Regions from separate parts of the Gossypium hirsutum genome. Here all the other regions are linked to region 2. The links are chromatin contacts, called in public Hi-C maps. All regions are on one chromosome and are shown on one strand. Each heading gives the region's core, a stretch centred on a gene start, on an enhancer-like site or on the middle of the called end of the contact. The rest is flanking DNA. Distances are from core to core; before and after follow the strand shown.

Region 1 (4,999 bases), core at 555-3,054, 340 kb after region 2:
AGATATTATTAGACTATATAACTTTTAGGTAATTAATGCTATAGATATGTAATAATAGCTATAAATATATAAAATGTAATTATTACTAAATTACTCACGAAAGTTTTTTTAATAACTTTTAACAATGGAATTAAATTTCATGCAAATCCAATAATACATTAAATAAAGAAAAGCTACCAATCTTTTATGATGGAAATCTCTCTAAACCCTGGCGATAACATTTCTCATCAAGAAATTGAGGATGGTGATGGTTCTCGGACAGATGTAGATCGTAATACAAAGAAAGTTCGTTTCAAATAGGGTAATGGTGAGGAAATCACTAATATGATGGTTGAATCTGGTCCGAGTCAAATTTTATCTTGGAAGGATAAACTTCTGGGGAATAAATCTGGAGCGTCTGATAAGTTGGGGTTGGATAATTCTGGTGCTAGTGGTAATGAAGATTTGGAATTTTTGGAAGGAGATATTCACAGATCCATTGTTAATGGAATACCTACTATTGATTTCTCAGAGAGGATCTAACAATATTGGGTATGGGGCTTTAAATAATCGAATCAATAGTTTATGGAATCCCTCCAAGCCTTTCCATCTCATGGACATAGAGAATGGATACTTTCTGGCTAAATTTCAGTCCACCGAAGACTAGGCAAAAGTTCTGTCGCAAGGTCCTTAGCTAATTTATGGTCAATATCTGACTGTTCAACCCTGGACCAAAGAATTCAATCCCTTACAACCATACCCAAGCATGGTGATGGCTTGTATACGGTTACTAGGCCTCCCAGGGTTTCTGTACAAAAGGAAAATTCTTGAAGAAATAAGAGAGACCATAGGAAAGGTTGTTCGGTTAGATTTCAATACTAATAGTAGAATTAGAGGCCACTTCGCCAAGATGGTTGTTTATGTCAACCTGGACAAGCCTCTGGTCGCTCAAGTTCTTATGAGTGGTTTACATCAGAAAGTTGAGCATGAAGCGCTGCCTATGATTTGCTTCACCTGCGGGACGTACGGACATGCTAAGGAGCTATGTGCTTCGCCACAACCGGATCTGGCAGTGGGGAAGGATCAGAAGGGTACTAATCTGACAGAGGCTGTAAGCAGAGGAGAAGGTGCTGTTTACGGGCCTTGGATTATGGTTGAAAGGAAAGGAAGGTGTAATTCTAGGAACAACAATATTAAAAAAACTGATTTTACGGAGAAAGGAAAATTGGGTTCTCGATTTGATGCTCTGGCTAATATGGAAGTTTTGCTTGATCTAAAAGATGAGTTAAATAAGGAAGATACTGGAAAGTTGGCTGGTTTTAAGAATAAATTGAAGGTTGGAGAGAATGTTATGTAACAGGGGTTTAAGACACAGGGCAACCCTAAGTCAACAAGGACTGAGCAATCGGTGGGAGATAGTATATATGATCAAGGTGATGGGCTTTTAAACCCACAAAGGAGAAATCCAGAAGTGAAAGCCTTAGTGGGCCGAACACCTGTTGAGCCTGCTTTAGATATTAGAGCAGCCGGATCAATAGCTCTCAAGGCTGTTATGGACCCATCGAGTAGCTCAATGAATCAGCCCAACAACGTGACGAACCTTCATTACACAGAGTCTGCTCTTCAAAATAACGAACCAGAGAGTTCTTTTCATTTTTTTGAATTATTCTGATTTTTAAAGTTTCGATTGGTGCTAAGATTTTTAAAGCTTCCACTAACCATTCCAATTCAACAACAGCGACTGTTTCTTGCTTTAATCCGTTTTTTGTAGGTCAGGAGGTGAGTGAAGATGGTGGCCCCTCTCTTTCATCCGAGTCAACTTCTTCGTTGTCAGAGCCGGTTGCAGTACAGGTAGGTCATTCCCCTGGTGGTTTAAACCTCATCAGACATATTGTTGTATCGTTCAAAGAGAAAGATTCAGCTAATGGTGCTCAATTGAGGGGGGCCACTGTTTCAGCTTTGGGTGTTAATAAAATTCGGAGTTCGAGGAAAATATTAGGGAGTAAAAATGGGGGCTTTCGTGCTACAAGGAAAATAAACAAAATTACGCATGGGAAAGAGAATAATTTTAAAATTAAAAATTCTTCTAAAATTCCTTTGAGTGTTTCTATGTCTAGGTTGGCTCAGACTGTTTCCACATTACGAAGTGCTAATTAAGGTTCAATAGACCTAGGTGCTGGTAAAAGAATTCAGGAATGATTACTAAAACTCTTGACAGTAAGGTTTCTTGGGGCTTTATTTATTCTTTTCTTGTATATTTTTATTATGGATTTAAATTTGTCAATTTTTTCTTGGAATTGTCAAGGTTGTGCATGTAGCAAATTTCTCCGTGTTTTTCATGAGTATAATTTTGAGCATAAATCGAATATAGTGTGTCTGCTGGAACCGAGAGTTAGTGGTAAAATAGCTAATTCTATTATTGATAAATTGGGTTTTGACTTTTCTCACCGCATTGAGTCTATTGGTTTTTCAGTTGGCATCTGGGTTGGGTTGGTTGGAAGGATAATATTTGCATTAGCATTATTCATAATCATCCCCAATTCATGCTTCTTCGTGTTCATGCCAATACTCACTAATTCATTTTTTTTTATCTTTTTTGTGTGTGGTAGTCCTGACAGAGTTAAGAGGAAGTCTCTTGGACTAATTTAATAGATGTTTTACCTCACGATCCTTTACCTTGGTTGATTATGGGTGATTTAATGTTGTCCTCTCACCTAAGGATAAAAGAAGTGATCGCTCCACTGGTAAGAGATGTAATTTATTTGTTGCAGGACCTTAGATTCATAAGGCCCTCCTTTACCTGGAAAAAAGGTAATACGCATGAGCGGATTGATCAAGCATTAGCTAATGATACTTGGATTTCGTCCTATTGGGGTAGTCTTGTTTATCATCTTCCACGTATTAAAACAGATCATAGGCCCATCCTTCTAAAAACTAATCCTGAATTCAATATTCCCAAAGGGAGGCCTTTTTGGTTTCTTACAGGTTGGACAAAGCATGCGAATTTTATAGCTTTGGTCTCTAGTAAGTGGAGGTTTGCAGGTAACATGAATGATTCCTTATCTAATTTTACCTCACATGTCAAAGAATGGAACATATCTGTATATGGCTTTATAGGCACGCGCAAAAGACAGCTTATGAGATCGCTTACGAGCATTCAAAAGGCCATGGATCGGTTGACCTCCAATAGCTTAGTTAACTTGGAGATGGAAGTTCGAGATGAATTGGAAAGTGTGCTTAACCATGAGGAACTTCTTTGAAGGAAAAAGGCTAGGTATGATTGGCTCCAATTTGGGGATCGCAATACGAAGTTCTTTCATAGTCGTACAATGCAAAGGAAGAAATTCAATCGTATTTTGGCATTACGCATTAGTAGTGGGGACTGGTGTTCTGATCAGAATATTCTTAGTGATGAGGCTGTCAGGTTCTTTGAGAAACTGTATGGTGAAATCCCTACTCCTATGATTAATCTTCCCTCAAATACCTTTCCCTGCCTTAAGGAGCAAGATATTGATTTTCTAAAAAAGCCAATTTCAAATGAGGAGATAAAGAAGACCATTTTTAACATGGCTTCATTGAAAGCTCCATGAAGTGATGTGTTCCATGCGTATTTTTTCCAAAGTTAGTGGGACTCAGTTGGAGGGGCGGTTCGTGAGTGGGTTCAGGGAATCTTTGTTGGTAATAAAATTGAAGAAGATCTTAACAACACTCTAATTGTGCTTATTTCGAAGAAAGATCAATCGGAGGATTTCAGTTAATTTTAGCCAATTAGTCTTTGTTCGATGATGTATAAATTGGTGATGAAGGTGATCGCTAATAAATTTAAAGTAGTGTTTCCGAATTATATATCACCAAAGCAAGCGGGGTTTATTGCTGGTCGTAACATTTCTAATAATGTCATTATTCCGCAAGAAGTCATTCACTCGATGAGTAGTAGGAGAGTTGGTAGAAACTGGATGGCCATCAAGTTGGATCTAGAGAAAGCTTATGATAGGATTAGCTGGGATTTTCTCGATGCGACTCTGGTAGCAGTTGGGATTCCCGTGTTTCTCAGAAATGTAATTATGGGTGCAATTTCTTCTTCCTCTATGCAAATTTTATGGAATGGAGTTCCGTCTTGATCCTTTAAGCCTGTGAGAGGGATTAGACAAGGGTGTCCTTTTTCGCCTTATCTTTTCGTTCTTTGTATGGAATGGTTAGGCCATATTATCTGCTCAGAAATCATAGTTGGTAGGTGGCATTCGATTCGGTTATCTAGGTCAGGGTTAGCGTTATCTCATTTTTTTGCTGATAATCTTGTCATTTTCGGCAAAAGTAGAGCTGGAATAAGCTTTTTTGTTAAAGGAAATCCTTAAGCACTTCAGTGACTTTTCTGGGCATAAAATCAACGTAAGGAAAAGTAATATGTATTTCTCCAAATGTGTTGATACCAATATTTGTGATCAACTTAGCTAGTTTTTTGGGTTTCAAAAAGTTCTTAATCTAGGGAGTTATCTGGGGGTGCCTCTCCTTCACAAACGTGTTACTAAAAGTACTCTGAATTTTGTGATTGATAAAGTGAGGCATAAACTTCAAAATTGGGAAGCTAGGAAACTCTCATTTACGGGACATGTCACTCTCACCCAATCAGTTCTCCTGGCTATCCCAAACTATTTCATGCAGTCCTTGTTAATCCTGAAAGGTGTGTGTGATGAGATAGAAAGGATTGCAAGGAAGTTCATTTGGGCTGGTTCTGCTGATCATCCAAAAACAGCCCTGGTAGGATGGGAGTCCATTTGTCAGCCTAGGTCTTGTGGAGGCCTTGGGTTTCAGCACCTTCAAAACCAGAATAATTCATTCCTTATGAAAATTGGGTTCAACCTAGTCTCTAGAAAGAACGCTTTATGGGTTCGTATCCTTCGTTCGAAATATGGTTGGAAGAATCAGCTTCCAGATTCTATTCATAGAAATCAATGCTCTCATCTTTGGCGTTCCCTTTCTAAGGTGTGACCCCTTTTTTGTGAGAATATCATGTGGTCGG
Region 2 (4,473 bases), core at 1,251-3,750:
GCAAGGACGTTCCTGCATTGTTCAGGCCACCAAAACCATTCCTTCCAACTGCAAGCTCCAAATTGGAGTTTAAGCCGTGAGGAGGAATAGGACTACCAGAGGATGAGAGAGGCCTGCCCAAGAACTTGTTTGTTAAAGCACATATCCGGGTTAGTTCATCTTTTAATCGAGCATTCTCAATCCTAAGTTGGTGCTGCTCGTAAGATATTTCACCGGGTACTGCCGGACCACCACAACTGTTGCATATTGGGGTTGTCATGGCCTGCTTCAACAAATCATTTTCGGCTCGGAGTTTATCATTCTCTTGCCTAAGAATTACATTTTCATGGCGTTCCAATTGGGTCTGGTTAAAAGAATAAATTTTCATCATTAGCAATCTCAAACTCAAGTTTAAAATTCAATAAACAAAAATCAAAATAGATTACCAACTTACCTTCATCTGGGTTCTCCTGTTTTGAAACCAAAACTTTATTTGCTTGCCCTCTAAGCCTAGCCTCCTGCTAAGTTCCATTCTTTGTTTTTCATCAGGATGAGGACACTCCTTGAAGAAACTAGAGAAGAGAGAGATAAACTTCAATAAGCAAATCCATAAATTAAAAATAAAGAGAAAAAGAATTCCTTAGGCTGAAGTGAAATGTAAGTAAGCATACGATTCAAGCTCTTGTATTTGACGTGGAGTGTGCCTGTGGTACTTCTTCTTCTTAGACGGTCCATCGGCAGCAGCATCCTGATCATCACCGGAAGCAACATCAAAATTATCACTTTCAGACCTAATCTCGTATCCGTCTTCCTTCATCCTCCCAACAAAACCCGGATCAAAGTTTTCCCCAATCAGCCCCATCTCACCATGACCATCCATTCTTTTCTGCACCAAAACCAAGTCCCCCTAATAAATGACCCATCTTAAAAATAATAACAAGCACACAGCAAAGCTCAGAAAAAAAAAGTAGGTAATAAATTAATTGAAGGACAATGCACTAGAGAGAGAGAGAGAGAAAGAGAGAGAGAGATGGGGGGGGAGGGGGAGGGAGATGAGACAGTACATATGAGAGAGAAAGTGAGGGAGAGCTTAGCATAGATATGGGAATATGTTGGGTGAGAAGAGGTGGCTCAACAATGGCATAACTTAGCATGCTGTTTTGTGGAACAAAATCAGCCACAACCACCCTTGCACCCGAACTACCACTGTCACTGCTGCTACTACTCTTGATCAAACCCCCAAAACTCATTAAATTAGGAAAAAAGAGACAGAAACCAATTATTTTTAATCTCACACTCCCTCTATTATTTCATGGCGTCTGTTTTTCTATGTTGATTGAAACGGTCACTATCACTTTCACAAGGTTGTGCTTCAGTTTTGTTTCGCTTTCTTATCCATTAATTTGACCTTACAAAACAATACCCAGATTGAGCTAAAGTCTAAAACCTTTTTGACAATTTCATCTCAACAAATACAGAATGACAAGGCTGTCTACCTTGTCAACGCCCATGCATGACACCTCTCTCTCTTGCTCTAAAAAACTAATATATCGTTCTCTCTCTCAAAAAAAGTCAGTTTAAGAGAGAGAAAACAGTGGAGGAACAGGACAAGAGAGACCACCTTTTAATCTTGTAATAATAATAATAAGAAACAACGAGTTCACACCTTCTCTTTTATGTCTTTACCTAAGTCCAGCGTCTCAGCCAGGGAAATCCCTGAAAAAACTCCATGGAAACACTGACAAATATGAAAACCCTAAATTTTCACAGCATCATGCTTGACCAATTGTTTGTCAGCATATTTGACAAAATTGAAAAGGACCCACAGAGAAAAGGAAAAAGCAAAACCAAAAACACAAAAAGGCAAAGCTTATCTCTTTCACATTCACACTATTCAAACACCATATGACGTAGCAATAACCAGAATCAAAGGCATGAAAAAACCCAGTTGACCTCTTTCTCTTTTTTTTCCCCTCTCTCTATCTTCCAGTGCAAGTAAAGAAAATAAACAGGCTGTAAGAAATAAATGCACAAAAACAAGAACCCAAACCCAGAAAAAGCTAGTACCTTTTTTATTTTTATTTTGACAGTGGGCAAAGGTCAGTGTTTTTGAACAGAGTGGAACAGATACAGGTTATCAGATCCTTCTCTCTCTCTCTATTTAACTGTTGGGATCTGTACAAAGAAGTAAAAAGGACAAAGTATATAATAAAATATATGAAAGCTTTTCTTTTTCTTTATTTTAGATTAAAAGAACCCCAAAAAAAATCACTACTAATTATAATGGTGGTTGGATCGTTGGAAGCTGTGAAGATACTGCAAGCTGACTTTACAAAGAAAAAGGGAGAGAAAATCAATAGTCAAACTCGTTAATCCTTTGTTTAATATCAAATGAAAAGGAAAAAAACTCTCGATCTTATAAACCCTAATGAAGACTGTAGCGATCTCTCATTCTCTCTGTCTTTTTTTCCCTTTAATTTTCAATTTTGATGGTATTTTCTTCCTCTTCTTTTTTCTCCCTTTGTCTTCCCCGTAAATATGATATTTAATTAATATAAAGAGGAAATCAAGAGCTTAATGCAGTGTGGGACCCACTACCTCCCAAAACCGGGTTTTGCCGTTTTGGGATATCCGCCTTTCACGCGCTACCCCCGCGCTTGTGTCTGTGCGCGACACTCGTAGTTTCTGGACGAGTTTAAATCCTGTGTGCTCGATACTCTCTACGCCCGCCTATACACTTTACGAATGGAACCTATCCCAAAATGACACGTAAAAGCTGAGATAAAATTCTGGGCATTCTGGGTACTGTTTAGGGTCAATACGGTACTTCTGCAAATATAGATGGGGACAGGGTCTAGATTCCTAAATCTAATTCGGCAGTGATAGTTGGCCTCTGTTGTAACCCTGATTTGGACGACAACTCATTTTTTATTTTTCTTTTTAAAATTTTAATTTTACAAATATATCTGACTTAAGATTTGGTTTTGATTTTAAGATTGTCTTAAGTTTTATTGTCACTTCAATTTCCCTAAGCTTAAGAAAATCAAAGCAATTATTGGAGGAAACGTTCACTAAACTCTTATTATATCATTTTCTAAGATAGATATGTTTGGTACATCTTTTCATTATAATATTTTTATCTTTTACAAGTAAATTTTACAGTTTATACTTAAAAGTTTATAATTATTTTTTAATAGTATCGTTTTAAAAATTCCAGCTAATATTATTTCCTTAAAAGTTTTATATTCTTCTTATTATAATGAGGGTTTAAATTTCGATTAAAACTAAATTAATTAATCAAATCAATTTAATTTAGTTAATCAATCGATTAATTTTAGTAAGAGTGTTTAAATTTTGATTAGAACTAAATTAATCAATCAAACCAATCTAATTTAGTTAATCAGTCGATTAATTGATCTAATTTGGACGAAGGTCGATTAATGATTTTTTTGAAAGTTCAGTTATCGGTTAATTCAATTCGAAATCGGGTAATTAATCGAATTAACCGAACTTAATAATTAATAATACAAATTACATGTAGTTTTAATTTGGATAATTCAGTTAAATGAATATTATAATTTATTTTTTGATATGTTTTATACTTGTTTTGACCAAAAAATATAAATTTCGATTAATTCGATTAATTGAAATATTTTGGTTCGGTTAATTTTTTTGAAAAAAATTCGGTTTAATTAACGATTAAAAGATTCAAAAATTCAGTTAATTCAGCTAATACTAGTTCAATTCGGTTAACCATTTAAATACCCCTACTTGTTGGTTTATTATATTTTTTAAGCTATTGAATTATTTAAATTATTTAATAAGTTAGGACTCATCATCATATGTATAAAACTTTTAATAAAAATAAAATAATTTCATAAAAATAACATTCTTTTGAATAATAAAAATCACATTTTTAAATACAATTAATGAATCACGATTATTTTTTAAACTTTAATTTCATTATAGGTTTTTATCATATCTGTTCTTTTTTATACAATGCATAAAACTACTTATAGCTCATCCTCAACCCTTAACTAGGAGAATAATTAATGCGCTTCAACAGACTCAAACCCACAACTTCCTGCACTAGCAACAATGTCAATACCAATTAAGATAAAACTCAAATAACTAAAACACAATTATTTTTTTATATTATATGTTTAAGTAAATGTTATTGAATAAAACATATACAAAGATACAACACGGATACACTAATTTACATAGTATTTTTTTAAACATAATGTATTATTTGGACCCCCAATTTTATATTTAAAAAATAGTCATTTTAGCATTGCATTTAATTTTTCGCCTTTAACTCTTAAACTTACATTATTTGTCAAATTACTATAAGATGAATGGAAAAGTTAAAGTCTGTTAACATGGCACACACGTGGATGCCACATTAGCAGTTGATTATTTTTTAAAATTTTAAAAATTCAAAAATAATTATTAAAATATTTTTTAAAATTAAAAATGATTGAAATTATTAAA
Region 3 (4,693 bases), core at 456-2,955, 420 kb after region 2:
ACATATAAAAAGTAGCCATCTGAGTTGGAAGCATTATTTCAGTTTTGGTGGAATATGAAGATAAACATTATCTAGCCTGCATGTTAATAGTGAGAGATGTCTCAGAAAGCGAGCAACCAACTTTGGCCGAAAATTTCTATAGAACAACCATTTGGGCAGAAATATTTTTGTCTGAATTCTTCTAAATCTTTTAACTGCTAGTCTTTAAAAACCAGTAGGAGACATGAGGGGAAAGACCAGATGAATTTAGTCAAACAAGTCTGTTGAGTATTTCAAATGGGTTAAACTGTGTATTTATATGATATAGTTATTATTCATGGATGTGATATTGTAGATAGATGCATGTATTTTCTAGATGTGAGTTCACTTATATAGTCGTGCAAACCCACATGCGGTCTCATAGAAGAGTACCAGCATCTTATATGCAAACCCAAAGCGCACTAGGAAGCACATGACGTCACACATACTCAATATGAAGTAGAACACACGTGTGGAAGACTTCCACGTACGGCATTACAATTTTGAAGGAATAAATGGACTTTTTTTTCTTTTAAATAATAAAAATAAAGAGAGAGAGAGAAATGACGAATAAGACAGTGAAGATGGTTAGAATGGTTTTAGAGGATAACGGGGAATCGCTTCTCATCCCTGGTGAGTTGCTACTTGTGAAAGAAAAGCCTGATGGCGAAATGACCACCTTTCGTTGTCGGCGTTCGTTACTGGCCCTTTTCAACACAGCTTTTTTTTTCTTTGTTCTTGTTTCCTTCTTCTTCTTATGGGACCATCCATTCCCAGTTGAAGCCTTTGTCAAGATGGGTGTACCAAATACACTCTCAAAGCAACCTTCTAAGCATCTTTAAGCTCTAAAAATATTTTTTTTAAAAAAAGGGGGCTTTTCGAGGTGTTTTTGAAATTTATAAAGGTGCAAGAGGGCTCAAAAGAATACCAACCACAGCTCTGTTTCCAGTTGAAAAAACTAAGGAAAATAACTAACAAGAATTCTTAGCCATCATCGGCAATAAATGAACCTAAAGCCCCAATTTAGACAACGTAATAAAAAAGTTCAAGCAAGAATAAAATAAAATTTAGAACAGAAGAAAATACTAACCAGATAACCTCGAAAAGCGGACTGTATCTTAACAGCCGCTAGTTCTTGTGGGAGGCGTCGGTTGCTCCCATCGGCGCTGCCAACACCACCACTTGTCAGCCTAACAACCTCAGCCGCCGCATGCGCTGCAGCCAGAGCAGCCTCAGCTACAGCAGCAGTGGCGGCTGCTACTGCTATGGCGCGCTTGTTGGCATCCAATGTGCCATTGCATGGACCAGAAAGGGCATCAAGATGAGAAGTCGAAGACGTGGGATGGGAAGATCTGGTAAAGCTCCAACGCCTCCTGTCTTTGTCGGGGCGTTGTTGGGCAGGCTTCTTGGCGCCAAAGAGTCGCCGGAAAAGGCCCATGATTCATTGCCTGTGAACTAGACGAGCACTTGAAGGCATGGTTAATTGTAGTATAAGCATATTTTTCTTTTGTGGGTGAAAAAGAACGAGAGGAACAGAAAGGAGTTAAAAGGGAAGAGCCGGAGAAACTTGGGATTTTGTACCCAATGAAACGAACCACAATTCACAACACCCAAACGATACGCGTCCCTAAGATACCATGTATTACACGCGCCTGGGTTTGCTCAAAATTAGGGGTGAAATAGGAAAAAGTCAAAAAAAAATATTCTAATTTTAAATTATTTGAATCGAGTTAATCGAGTTATTTAAATTAATTTAATATTTTTAAATTTCAAATTTAAGTTGAGTTGAATTTTTGAATTTGATTAACTCAAATAATTCGAATAAATCGAATATCATAATATATTATTTTAAATTTTAAATTTATATTATTTAGTTTAATTAATAATTATTTTACATTTTTCTCCCCATATCCTTTTACTTCCTCTGGTCAACCGCACCATTTTCATCCTTCTTTAGTTCTTCTTCATCAGTTTATGAGGTTAGGCAAATCCCTCACCCGTTTTCGGTTTCCGTCCCTCACCACAGCTATTGCTACTGGGTGTTGTTGATATCATTGTTGTAAAATTTGTTGTTGTGGCAAAGGTTGTTGATGTTGCTGTTGTAAAACGAACTGCCCTTGGATCTTCGAAACTAGTGTTCCTTCTAGCTGCTCCGTTCTCTTCAGTCTTCACCTCGACTTTTTTGCATCTCCTTAACCTCATACCCAGCAGTCCAGGTTTGGTTATAAAACACTTTTACTTTTATTTTAGATTTGTGGGATTGTTATAGGTTCAGCTTATTACCTCTTTCACTCACGAACTAACAAATTGCAAATTTGCTCAGAAGAGCAGCAATTGACTTCTTTGTTCATTGCATTAATTTTTTTTCTTATATTTTATTATGGAAATCAAGACTTAAAGTTTAGTAATTTTTTTAATTTACTAGTTTAGCATATTGTTTTTGCTAGTCAATTTATGTAAATTCGAAGACCCTAGTTGAATCGAGGAAATCCCGATCGTCTTCTTCAATTTTCAGAATGAAAGGTAACCCCATAATTCTTTTTACTATTGTAGTTTGTTGATAAGTATCAATGTCTTTACTTTTTGCTTATTATTTAAGTTGGAATAACAACTTGGATTTGGATCCTGTTTTGAGTAAATTTTAGAATTGTGCTTAAAATAATTAATTAACTACTTTTAAGATGTTTCATCCCTAATTGATTTTGAAACAACACGAAAGTCATTTTTTAATTTAACTCAAACAAATATATTCGGTCTGATTTAAATTTCATCTCACTCGATTTGATTCGAGAAAATTTCAAATAGAGTTAGGATTATAAAATAAGATTCGTCAACTCAATCATCTCGAAATTTTTTCATTCGATTCGATTCAATCGAACACTTACCCCTACTCAACATTATGGTAAAACATGCATATTTTCCATAAACTTAGGTGTGTGCGTTTATTTTACAAAAGCTTTTGAAATCTTTTTATAATTTCCTTTTAAAAGGTAAATTGCATAAATAATCATTATAAAATTATCTTTCAATGTTTTTTTTCAATTACGGAATCATCCTTAATGTTATTAGATTGTTATAAAATAATCGTTCAATCATTAATTATTGTTAATGGAGTAATGACAAATTAGTATAATTAATTAAATTTGTCATATATTTTTCATGTATTTTGTTTCATAATTAATTTATATTTATTATATTTTATTAACAAATAAATTTGTTCTTACTCTTACAAGCCCTAACTTCATCCATTTTTATACCTATTTGTTTTTTTCCCGACATTGAAGCCATGAAAAAAGAAGAAGAAGAAAAGAAAGTAATGGAGCTATCCATTGTGATTCTAGAATGCTATTGTGGAAACCCAACTGCTTTTAAGAACTTCTTGGTCTAATAAAAATCTATGTATATTCTATTTTTGCAAAAACTATGGTTATGGGTATCACAAGCTCTATATTTCTTAGATGGTATAATCCACCTTTGACGGCTTATACAAAAGTTTATTTCATTGGGTTACTAAGAAAAGCGAAAACAATAGAGGAAAAAATGAGGAAAGAGAGAATAACGAGTGTAATGCCCTGGATTTTTTGGGAATCAAAAGAATTAGTTTTGATCCGATTTTTTAAATCGAGCTATGTATCGATATGGTACAAATGGATGGTGCTACCAAATCACTAACAAGGAAAATACCTTTAATTTATTCAAGAAATTTTAAACTTGAAAACATTTTCATAAAACTATAGAAAATATTTAAATTCTATTCAAAATGAGTTTTATGTTTTCCAAAACAAAGTTAAAAAAATCTTACAGTGTCAATTAAAGCAAAAGAACTAAGTAATTTGTAAAATATAAGAATGTTACTTAATGTCTTAAAGGTTACTTAGATCCTTAAAGAATTTTATAAGAAATTAAATAAAACCAAAAGAGTAAAGATATGTTCAACCACCACCCAGGTGGCCAAAGCTCCCGCCTAGGTGGAATTGGAGTTATTAGTTGTATTTTTGATAAAGAGTCGCTCAGGCAGCTTGAGCTATCGCTCAAGTGATAATGTAATTAATATTAATTTCGTTAAGTTATCGCTTAGACAGTAATATAACCATTTATAATTTCATACTTCCATAAACATTGTCATATCATCTCAATGGTTTACGAAAAATTATAAATCAATTTCTAGGCTCATTTAAACTCAAAATACATGGTACACCTGCACTTGAGATGAATGGCGAAGTGGAACAACTCTAAGAAAACTGAAAGGAATTTGAGTTACAAATCAATTTTACAAATATTATTCAAAACTAAGTCCTTATGTACATGCCAAAATTCCCATACCATAATAAGATTTATAGATACATAATAGCCTCTAACGAAGGATGATTCGAAGCTCCCAAGCTTTGACCTTAAATTTATTGTCGAATCTTTTACCTACTCATTTTAAATAATTGTAATACCCCTTACCGGACCCGGTCGTTGGGTCTAAGCTACGGGATGCCACATTCGTTGCCAGAGCAACTACAATCAAATATATCCAGTATTTGACCATAAACATCCAAATACGATCCTTCCATGCATAAAACATGTTATATAAATATTTTCGGGTCAAATACGAGCTTATGAAAGCTCAATACCATTTCGGGATCAACCAAGGACTAAACTGTAAAGTTTTCAAAATATCTCAGGTGGA

What was found. Hi-C and Micro-C count contacts between places; a contact is called where the count stands out from the background.
Region 1: a contact with region 2 is called in a Hi-C map of leaf, with 1.7 times the contacts expected there. The contact joins the enhancer-like site here to the promoter of LOC107952707 in region 2. A contact is called at or near these places in 12 of 34 Hi-C or Micro-C datasets (anther, callus, fibers and 4 more).
Region 3: a contact with region 2 is called in a Hi-C map of leaf, with 1.9 times the contacts expected there. The contact joins the promoter of LOC107962679 here to the promoter of LOC107952707 in region 2. A contact is called at or near these places in 3 of 34 Hi-C or Micro-C datasets (all in leaf).

The regions. Positions count from the first base shown.
Region 1 is chrD08:35,071,981-35,076,979 of Gossypium_hirsutum_v2.1, reverse strand. No RefSeq gene overlaps it. Among protein-coding and RNA genes, the nearest start is that of LOC121220327, 42 kb to the left of the region's middle. Within about 2 kb of position 1,804, at least 9 of the 9 cell types and tissues checked have an H3K27ac peak or open chromatin away from gene starts, as enhancers often do. A contact at or near this core is called in fibers, hypocotyl and leaf, where this site is marked.
Region 2 is chrD08:35,414,645-35,419,117 of Gossypium_hirsutum_v2.1, reverse strand. LOC107952707 (homeobox-leucine zipper protein ANTHOCYANINLESS 2) reads right to left here and starts at 2,500. Exons shown (of 9, transcript XM_016887869.2): 1 at 2,047-2,500; 2 at 651-860; 3 at 434-551; 4 at 1-343. The coding sequence starts at 859.
Region 3 is chrD08:34,997,722-35,002,414 of Gossypium_hirsutum_v2.1, reverse strand. It overlaps LOC107962679 (protein IQ-DOMAIN 14), which reads right to left and starts at 1,705. Exons shown (of 3, transcript XM_016899154.2): 1 at 1,109-1,705. The coding sequence starts at 1,456. It overlaps LOC107963547 (a long non-coding RNA gene), which reads left to right and starts at 1,903. Exons shown (of 3, transcript XR_001701966.2): 1 at 1,903-2,234; 2 at 2,466-2,541; 3 at 3,303-3,639.